Regions from separate parts of the Sus scrofa genome. Here regions 1 and 2 are each linked to region 3. The links are chromatin contacts, called in public Hi-C and HiChIP or PLAC-seq maps. All regions are on one chromosome and are shown on one strand. Each heading gives the region's core, a stretch centred on a gene start, on an enhancer-like site or on the middle of the called end of the contact. The rest is flanking DNA. Distances are from core to core; before and after follow the strand shown.

Region 1 (3,443 bases), core at 646-3,145, 240 kb after region 3:
CCACACTCTTAAACACCTCTCTTGTACTGCTCCTCAAATAATTAAACTATAGTCTATGGTCAATGATGTATATTAAGGACACAAAAATATTCATATAATCTGACAAATGTAAAGCAAGCATCAAATCTTAAGACAGATTTATGGAGTGACTGTCTTTTTCATAAATTTCTAATTCAACAAGAGAATAAGTTATACATAAAAGATTAAGTGGTCTTTACTTATTTTACTATATTTCCCATAACAGTTTTATAATAAAAATATTGAATCAATAAGTCGATTTTAGTTTCAAATGAATTTTTCTGATACTGAATGAGACCCTCTAAGTTTCATGAAATTTCTTAGTAAATTAAGGGAAAATTTCCTATGGAGCTTGAATGAAAAAGTGGTCATTCAATCATCTTCAAAGTTAGGTGACAGTAAACTAAAATACTGCTATTAAATGGTAAAGCTAACCAATTCAATCTCGGAGCAAAATGTTTATACCATTACAGAGAATCAGAGGTCCTCAAAGGAAACACTGATCAGGCCTCAACACTCCCAAACAGTGAATGAGACCCATCTGGCTAAGTTCATTTTCAGAAGTTGTTTGATTTCAGTAACAAGGCTAAAGGCCATCAATTTTAGAAAATGCTTCTTTTCCATTTATGCATGCCTCCTCCACCTCATGTTCACATGGACTGTTAACTTATTATCTGACATTTTATCCCTCCTGGCTCTAGTCTGTTCATACTACATTACTGAAATAACCTACAGAATTTGGCGAGATCCAACAATAAGAGTCTGGCGAGTTATTTTGCAAAGCATCTTGGCATACAAACATGAACAGTTAAAATATTTTTGTTATCAGTAACATGCTTGTTACAAAGAATACTTGCCAATACAGCAGAACTGCTACTCGACTCACCTAAAGCTCATCCAAACAAAGAGAAAAATGAAGAACTTAATAAAAAATGCCAATTTGAAAGTTTACCTAGGTGTTTTGAAAAAGCGAAGGTCCATTGAAAGTCCCTGAGAAACGCAACGCGTTTTATTTTTCTCCTGGATACCTAGTCAGTTGGCTGAGCTGGACTTTCCGTGCGTGTAGGAAATGACCCTGGTCTGAACTCTATGCTGAGCAAGTGAAATGCGGGTGAATTATCGATCCGCCGTGGGAATCAGACCTCTCTAGGTCTTCCCTCCTCTACTACTTCCTGGCAGGAAGTGAGCGCCAAAACCCTTTAACTCCTGAACAAATGACTTTGGTCGCCAATCCAACAATCTCCATTCAGCCCCCACCCGGTTTCACCTGCGATGCTGACGCAGGTGAGCCCTTCTTGGAATAATCCCACTGTGACAGATGGACGATCTACAGTATATCAACTGCTGTGAAAGGGCCACCCCGAATGCACCGTCGACTAAGACTCTCCGAACCGCAGTGAAAAAACTGCTGTAGCCGAATTCCCCACCAAATCCATTCTTCTTTTGAGAGATCAGAGCGTCAGGAATGGTTGCATTTGCAACACATATGCGCGCGCCCCTCTCCCCGGGATTATTTTAGGGCACATTGGAGAAAGTGCTGACCCACACGGACACACACGCATTACTGCCATCGGATCACCTCAGGTGCCTGCCCTGGAAAGATGAGGCGGGGCGCCTGTCCTGTCCCTGGCTGGTCCCCCAAAGTTTCAAGTGCACAGGACACTCCCGAATCCCGAGCCTCCGGAGGCAGAGAAGAAAGAAGGGCGGGAGCTGAGGTTCTGCAGCGGGAGCCCCGACCGGCCCAGCTCAGGACCGGACTTCCCCGCCCCCGCCCGGGAACAATGCCGCGCCCCGACCCCCGCGCCGCCCGCCACTCACCACCCAAGTCAGCGCCGCGTCGCCGCCGACTCCCGCGCCTCCGCCGCCCGCCTTGGCCATGGCGCCCGCTCCCGGGCCGAAGCCGCGCCGCCTCCCGCGCTGCCGCTCCGCACCACCGCCCGGCCGCCGAGCCCTAGCGGCGCCGCCCCCCGCGCCCCATCGCCGAGGCCCGGGCGCTCGCCTAGCTGAGCCCGCCGAGGAGGCCGCGCCGCTCGCAGCCCTCAAACTCGAGGCGCGCGGCCGCGCCGCCCGGGCCTAGCGCGGCCGCCCAGGCGGAGGCGCGCGAGCAGGAAGCGGGCGGCAGCGGCGGCAGCTGGGCGGCGGCGCGGCCTCCTGCCCGGGGCCCGAGCGCAGGCGGCGAGCGGCCGGCAACCCGGCGTCCGGACGTGGCGAGAACGAGGAGGCGCCCGGTCCTTCCTCAGGATCCTCGAAGGCCGCCGCCCGGGGAGCAGGAGCGGGTGGCCGCTGCCACAGAAGGCGCCTGCGTCGGCGGATCGGCAGCCCGACTTCCTCACACACAGTCGCCGAGAGGGACAATGAGCAGATCCGCCGCTGCCGCGGTCGCCTCCCTCTCGTCCGGCATAACACCGCACACACTCTCACTTGGGGGAGGGCTGGGGGGCCGCGGGAGGGAGGGCGCGGCGGCCGGCTGTCAGTCACGCCGCAGCGTCCAATAGGGCCCTGTTGGCCAACCTGCCGACCAATCACAAAATTCTATGCCCCCGGAGGGGCGGCACCCAAGGGCACACGTCATTGCGGGTAGCAACCGAAGGGAAGACTTGAGGCTTTTTTGTTTGTGTGTGTGGCCATTTGAAGGGAGAGCAGGGGCTGCTGTCAAGGGTCGTTGGAGGGCGGCAAAGGGAAGGGGTCGAATTGGTCTTTGGTTGTCTTTAATCCTTCAAGCGTGCCTTTGAAGATCTGCTGGCGAAGCCAAGGAGCTTCTTTGCCTGGGGCCGCGGGGGCGGGAGGGGGGGCGGGGGCAGGAAGGAGCCGGAGGCCGTCCCGAAGGGGAAAGTATTTTTAAAGAGCGGTTGTAAACCACAGGCAGCACGTTGCAGATCGCTGGTGCAAGGAGGGCCGATGACCTCCGCTCCCCAAGCCCCGGGTGGACGCTGCTGTAAAAGAATTCTTGCTCAGACCTTCCCCTCCTCCATCTCTTTTCTCCCTGTCCTTCCCTTACCTCAAAAGAAAACTGGTTTAGTTTCAGGAAAACTGCTTTTAAAGAACTTAAATGGTAACAGAGGCACGGAGAACGTTCTCAGGAAAGAATGCCAGGTGGGTTGAAGGTTCTATGCTACCCTTTGATGACCTTCTCTCTCCTCTGAACAATGCAGAGATGTCACTGTCACGTCTCATTCTCTTCTGTCCAGAACTGTGCCCGCTGCCTCTAAGCGCTCTAATTTTTTAATTTTCAAATGCACACTAAGGAATGATTTCGTGCACATTGAAGCTTTCTAAGAAAGAAATTACCCACACAGCCTCACCATAGTCTGGCAGACGGAAGATGGCTTTACTTTGCCCTGCTTTTCTATGTAACTCCATCGTGTGCCAGGCTCTGCCATGGGCTCGAGACAGTAACGGGTCCCCTAATTTCAAGCCATTTATAC
Region 2 (3,393 bases), core at 73-2,572, 160 kb after region 3:
CTCCTGGAAGCACATCTTCTTGTCGGGGGGACGGGCGAGATCAGAAAGCTGGGAAGCAGCAACGTTCTGAGGAGAGTCCAGAGGAGTGACAGGTGGGATGTGGACACCACACGGCAGGGACAGAGATGCTCCCTGAGCCGGTATGGGGTCTCCCAGCCACCGTGTGCAGTGCGTAGGAGCTGGACTGGACTGTGTGGGTCCGTTCACCCGAAGGTCAAGAACCAGGCGGAACTGATCTGTAGGCTCCGAGATGAAAGTAATGGAGGCTTCTGGGGACCAGGGCAGTTGGTGCCTCAGTCTGGTGGTCCTCACGGGAAGCGCTTGGAGGAATGCACCCAGCTGCGTGGACACCGGGGTGTGCACACAGCCCACGGCAAGTATGTTGTGTTAGTTGGCTTTTGCTGCCCCCAGACATAGCAGCTTTAAACACTAAGTGTCCATCATGCCACCCCTGCTGGTCAGGAACTTACTGAACCAGGGGTGGGTGCTGCAGGGTAGTGGGGGTCCTGCCTCAGGGGCACTTGTGAGGTTGCCGTCCAGGCAGCACGGAGCTGCCTCATCTGCGTGCCTGACCGGGGCTGGACGGGCCTCTCCAGGACGGCTCATCACACTTGCCCGGCGGGCTGGTGCTTCTGGTGACTGAAAGACTGGGCTCCTAGCGGCGTGGACCTTCCAGGGGGCCACCTTCCTGTGACAAGATGAAGCTCCTGGGTTCGGGTCTGGTTTCCCCAGAACTGGCAAGAAAGAGGCCTCTATGCCTCTTGTGGCCTCGATGCACCCTGACCAGGAACAGAGATTTGGGGGGGGCATGTTGTAAAACCACCTCATATGTTACACCTCAATTTTTCAGCAATTTTATTTCATGTTTTTTTTTTTAAAAATGGGGGAAGTGATATCAAGTAATCAAGCTCACTTTTTAGGAAGTGAGCTTTCTGAGGAGGCGATGCTGAGCTGAGCCCTGAATAGAAAGTCAGCCACACGAAGGTCAGTGGACAAGAAAGCTTGAAAGAAAGAAGCTTGAGAAGAAAGAAAGAAGCTTGAGTCCATGGGTCTAGAGAGGATTGGAATCCACTGAGGGTCATCAGGGAGCCTGGATCATCTCAGATGACCGTGTTGGCAGCAGCTCTAGCTACAGAGGCCAGGGCGGCTTGGGTGGGGTGGCCTCGGGGACAAGAACAGTAGACGAGGGCCACTCTGCCCTGAGTCCCACTCCTTGGCCCCAGCAGGCAGTGGACGAAACTCAGTGTCCTTGAGGGGGACAGGCCCCTCCTGTCCTGAGGGTGGCCCGCTCAGCCCGTCAGCAGCCTGTGCTGTCTGCCAGCCCCGCCTTGGGCTATTTTTACCCATCTCGTGGGACCTGCGTGCTCCTCTTTCCAGATAAAGTACCCTCTTTTCAAACAGAGGGCCTTTTATCCTGGAGAAGCACTTGCTGGCTGTTGCTGGCATCTGACTTTCATGTGACAAGATGAAACTCCTGGGTTCGAGTCCAGGGGCGGCCCCATCAGAACGTGGGGAGGACATGGCCATACAGGCGGGGACCCTTCCTCCCTCCGGCCTGCACATGGTTTGGTTTTGAACTTTCTGGAGAGAGAAGCAATAGGACAGAGTGTCAGTGCCTCATCAGAGTCCAAATATTTCCCGACTTTGGAGTAGTTTGGGAGAGAGTTGTGTGCTGCCCCGGGACAGGGATCTCTGAGTGAGCTGAGGACCCTCCCACACACACACCTTGCTCCTCCCCTTCCTCCTCCTGCCTCAGCACCCCTGCTTGTGGAGCTGAGCCCTCTGTGCTGTCGGAGTACTGTACTGTCAGCAGAAACGTGTTTGGTGCCTGTTTGATGGAAAGGGAACCGTGTCTGGAGACTCTGAGCACAGCTACGAGAGACTCCCCCCCGCCCCAGCCGAGGGTCAGGCCTCCTGCGTGTGCTGGTACTGGTGGAGCCCTGGGATTTGGGGTCCTGTCTACCTGGAAACACCAAGATGCCACAATCCCCCCACTCCAGGGCTTTGGGGGGAACAGAGCTACCCCTGGTGACTCCTGGCTCCTCTGATGCTCTGACACTGGGGGGCTGCAGACCACAGCAGCCACTGAGCCAGCCAGTCATGAGCTGATGGGATGCCAAGCCCAGCGAGGCCCCCTGGGGAAGGGGCCCTGTGCCGTCCTGACACTTCCTCACCTGCGCGAGCAGCTGCTGCTGCGGGTCACATGATAGGCACAGGCAGAAGTCTGAGGACAGGTCCTGATTCAAACCCTGCCCCTCTTGTGTCACGGGAAGTCTATAGAATGTTCTGCTTCCAGGCCACTGTCCATGTGCGCCTATGGTCGCCTCGAATAGCCGTGTGGGCTGGGAGCTGCAAGAGGCACCCGCCTCAGATTCAGGGCCAGTGTCCAGCCGATGCACATTCAGAGGTCACCTCACTGGAGAGAGGAGTTGATACAAGTTTTTCAGGAGCCCTGGTGACTAGGTCTGGTAGTGACCTGAAAAGCAAAGAGGCCACCGTGGAGCAGAGGTAAAGAGCACAGGCTCTGGGGGCCGACAGCCTGAAGTGGATGATGCCACCTAGGACGTAGGTGACCTAGGACAAACTGTTGGCATTTGTTTCCCGTCTGTAGAGTGGGGGTAACTAGAGTGTCCAACTTGTGGGTTGACAGGAAACTTAAGTCATATATTGAAACACTTAGCATGGCATCTGGCACGTAGTCCATGATCAGTCAGAAATGAGCTGCTGTCACGTGCTGGGGGTGAGATGTGCCGACACCCTCCCTCCGTTCAGATGCCTTCCAACCAGGAAGATGTGGGAGTCAGGCTTTTTTATCAACAAGGTCCCTTGCTCTGGCTCCACCAGGTACTTGGTGCTTCCACTGTAGTGCTGCCTGTAGGAGGAGAGCTGGCCATTAGCCTGTCTCCTGGAGGTTCCCAGAACACCAGGGCAGTGACACCCACGCAGCAGCCCTGCCCCTGCTTACTGTGGCCGAGGGGCTGTGAGGCTCTGGCACCACACTGCCCATCAGACAGGGGCGGGGTGGGGGTCTTCCCCACAGAAGCATCCTTGTCCCAAACCCCAGCGCTTCCCTGACAAGATGCAGGAGTTGAAAGAAGTTTTTTCAGGAGCCCTGGTGGGCTTGGGGGTGGGGCGGGGCGTACCCCAGGAGCTCCCTCCCACAGGGTGTCTGGCTTTCTCAGAGGGCCTGCCCCCCTGCGCTTGGACTCCTCCAGGCTGACTCTAGGTGGGACTTGGCGGGACCATGCCTGGTCACACTGAGTATCTGGAGGAAATCCTCCGCTCCCTCTGCCCACCGGCTTATTCACTTTTGTCCAGGCAGGATGAACTAACTCCCCAAGCAGCTTGAGGCCTTGTCAGAAGGAAAAGTCAGGTGTGGGGTCTGGAGGTGCA
Region 3 (3,126 bases), core at 517-3,016:
CTCCAAGGACCTTAAATAAGCATTTGGAGCTCTAAGTCTTGCGGACCATGTAGAAATTGGCACACAATGTGGGACTTTATGTGTCTTTACAACTATCTTAATGACAGTGTTAAATGTTTTGTAAATTCCTCTGTGCTCCTTGCTTGAAATGTGTGCTTTCTCTGTAAAAGGATTTCTTACAATAAATCTGTTACAAAATGAAGGCCATATAAAAAAGAGAGAGAGAACAACAAACACATAGTTTCAGCAAAATCTTACCCATTTATTGTCCTGGATTTTTCCGTTGCTTGCTGGGCTGCATATTATTTGAATGTACCTTCCTGAAAGGGTCTTTGCCTTCCTAAGGGTGTGAGATGCATACTTCTCAGGTTACACCTGGAGCACCACTTCACAACTCTGCTGGCCCAGCAAAGGAGGTTGCATCGCCCATGCTCTTCCCTGCAAGGGGCAAGAAAACCGGCCCCGTGCCCCCTCACCCTCCTGGTTTTGTGGGAGAGTTATTAGTCAACAGTGGAGACTCAGTAGAGGACCCAGGCTGTTCTAATTCCTCGCAGGAGCTTCCTTTCTTTGAAGTCCCTTGCATCCTTTAAGCAAATTGTGCAAAATGGCTGCGGGGTGGATTGGTTCTCCCCTTTCCAGCTTGCTGACAGGGTTTATTTGTAAACACTGCATCTGTCCTTCTCAGTGATGGCTGAAAAGCTTCTCCTTCCTCTGGGCTGGGTCAGTGTGGGAGGTTCGAAAAATAACCCCTTTCTCTTAAAATTCCTCTCTTCCAATAGCCAAGTTAGGGCAGGGGCTGGCATGGTGAAATGTGGCCCTTGGTGGCAGTGGTGTATGTGTGTGTGCGTGATGACAGGGGTCACACGCACGCACACACACACACACGCTGTTCCAGAGCACTATAATTTTCACGTTGGGTTCTATCCTTGGCTCTGAGCTCTGGGACCCCAGGCAGTTCTCAGCCTCCCAGGGCTTCTGTTTCCCCAGTTGAAAAATAAGAGAACTAGTCCCAACTAATAGTTCTGGGGTGTGTACCGAGGGCCGCACAACACCCTTTCTTTTTGTCCTCACAGTAATGCTCTGAGTAGTATATTCCTATTTTACAGATGAAGAAACCGAGGTGGAGGGGTTTGATAGTGTGTGCCCCAGATCACACAGCTGCCAAGTGGTTGAACTGGGTCGGAATCTAGTTCAATTGGACTTTCACATCCACGCTTTTGCTCACGATGTTATGTTTTCTCAGACCAAGACCTGAAATCCCGTATATCTGTGCTATTATCTGTGTGTGTTTGAGGCAGGAGGAATTTTCTTGACTCCTTCATAAACTGCACGCCGACTTGGGAGAATTTTTCAGAAGCAACTGAATCCAGAAAGCTGGATGTTTACTCCCAAGCCAATGCCAGAGGGACACAGAGAAACAGGCTCTCCAAAGGAAAGTTTCCCGATCCCGGGCCTCCCCCAGGGGCGGCTCTTCGTGCTCCAGTTCAGGGCGTGCGTGTGCTTTTGCGGGAGTGGAAAACCACACACACGCAGCGAGGAACTGAACAGACCGAAAGGCGCGGGGAGGAATGTGAAGGCTGGGCGGGGGCTCCGGGGCGGCGGGCGAGAGCGCCGAGCCCCGCGAAGCGAGGCGCAAAGGGCGGGGGCCAGCGGGCGGCGGGCTCGCTGGGAGAGGCGTCCGGGCTCCGGCGGCTCCTCCCGGCCCCGCGCGCTCCTCCCGCCCCGCGCGCTCCTTCAGGCCCCGCGCGCTCCTCCCGGCCATCCCCGGCCCCGCGAGCTCGGAGCGGACACGCGGGGCGGGAGGAGCGCGCGCCCGGGTCGCTGGCCGCCCGCGCGGCGGGGCTGCTGGGAGAGCTGGGCTCTGTGAGAATCCTGGGAGCTGGTGATGTCAGACTCGCTGGGTCATTTGAAGGTTAGCAGCCCGGGAAGGGTTCACGGAAAGTTCACTCGCATATATTAGGCAATTCAATCTTTCATTCTGTGTGACAGAAGTAGTAGGAAGTGAGCTGTTCGGAGGCAGGAGGGTCTATTCTTTGCCAGAGGGGGGACCAGAGTCCCCGCGCGAGCCGCCTGAGGACGGGGATGCCGAGGACGCGCGCGAGCCGGGCAGGGCTGCTCTGGGCACCGTCCGGGTAGGACCCGCACCGCCTTCCCAAGGCTTTTGGCAGGCATCTGCTCGGAAGAAGAACTTGGGATCTTTCTGGGAACCCCCGCCCCGGCTGGATTGGCCGAGCAAGCCTGGAAAATGGTAAATGATCATTTGGATCAATTACAGGCTTTTAGCTGGCTTGTCTGTCATAATTCATGATTCGAGGCTGGGAAAAAGACCAACAGCCTACGTGCCAAAAAGGGGGCAGAGTTTGATGGAGTTGGGTGGACTTTCCTATGCCATTTGCCTCCACACCTAGAGGATAAGCACTTTTGCAGACATTCGGTGCAGGGGAGATCATGTTTGACTGTATGGATGTTCTGTCAGTGAGTCCTGGGCAAATCCTGGATTTCTACACTGCGAGCCCGTCTTCCTGCATGCTCCAGGAGAAAGCTCTCAAAGCATGCTTCAGTGGATTGACCCAAACCGAATGGCAGCATCGGCACACTGCTCAATGTAGGTTTATTTTTTCCCTTCTTCTACCAGGAAAAAAAATATGAATTGTCTCTCTTGCATGCAGTAAAGACGCTGGAAACAAACTGCATGGGTAGCCAGACAAAGGATTTAATGATTTAAGGCTGAAAGGGTGTGATATGCTGGTGTGCATATGGATTCCCTCTGCTGAAAATTTCCTGTTAGATGTTTTCTTCCCAAACAACCCCTCCCGACCCCTGCTCCTCTCCTTACCAGCCCTACAGTCCCTTGAAAACAGTTTTAAAAATGTGTGTGGAGGGGGGGAAAAAGTAGAGGGTGACCACAGGACTTTGAAACATTCTTCAAGTGAGACAATTTGACACATTTGTGCAGTTTTTACTAAGATGTCTACAGAGGGGAATTTAACTTTGCTGCTCTTTGGATTAGCGACTAGTTATGTATATATACCCCCCCCCGTGTGTGTTACAACAGTCCAGAGTAATTAAAATATGACATCTTCCTTGCAAGGAATTTAGCCTAATTAAGGTGGCTGCTACTCCTGA

The links. Hi-C and Micro-C count contacts between places; a contact is called where the count stands out from the background. HiChIP or PLAC-seq counts read pairs in DNA pulled down with a chosen protein or histone mark.
Region 1: a Hi-C map of skeletal muscle shows a contact between it and region 3, with 7 times the contacts expected there. The contact joins the promoter of TOP2B here to the promoter of RARB in region 3. A contact is called at or near these places in 4 of 47 Hi-C or Micro-C datasets (fetal heart ventricle, heart right ventricle, liver and 1 more) and 1 of 2 datasets of contacts at active chromatin or transcription factors (skeletal muscle).
Region 2: a contact with region 3 is called in an H3K27ac HiChIP or PLAC-seq map of skeletal muscle, with 6 times the contacts expected there. The contact joins the enhancer-like site here to the promoter of RARB in region 3. A contact is called at or near these places in 1 of 5 promoter capture datasets (liver), 6 of 47 Hi-C or Micro-C datasets (embryonic fibroblasts, fetal heart ventricle, fetal liver and 3 more) and 1 of 2 datasets of contacts at active chromatin or transcription factors (skeletal muscle).

Annotation. Positions count from the first base shown.
Region 1 is chr13:12,573,147-12,576,589 of Sscrofa11.1, forward strand. TOP2B (topoisomerase (DNA) II beta) reads right to left here and starts at 1,896. Exons shown (of 37, transcript NM_001258386.1): 1 at 1,837-1,896. The coding sequence starts at 1,896.
Region 2 is chr13:12,498,624-12,502,016 of Sscrofa11.1, forward strand. The region is part of intron 5 of RARB (retinoic acid receptor beta); the gene reads left to right. Among named protein-coding and RNA genes, the nearest start is that of TOP2B, 75 kb to the right of the region's middle. Within about 2 kb of position 1,323, at least 4 of the 83 cell types and tissues checked have an H3K27ac peak or open chromatin away from gene starts, as enhancers often do.
Region 3 is chr13:12,334,621-12,337,746 of Sscrofa11.1, forward strand. RARB (retinoic acid receptor beta) reads left to right here and starts at 1,767. Exons shown (of 9, transcript XM_005669304.3): 1 at 1,767-1,912.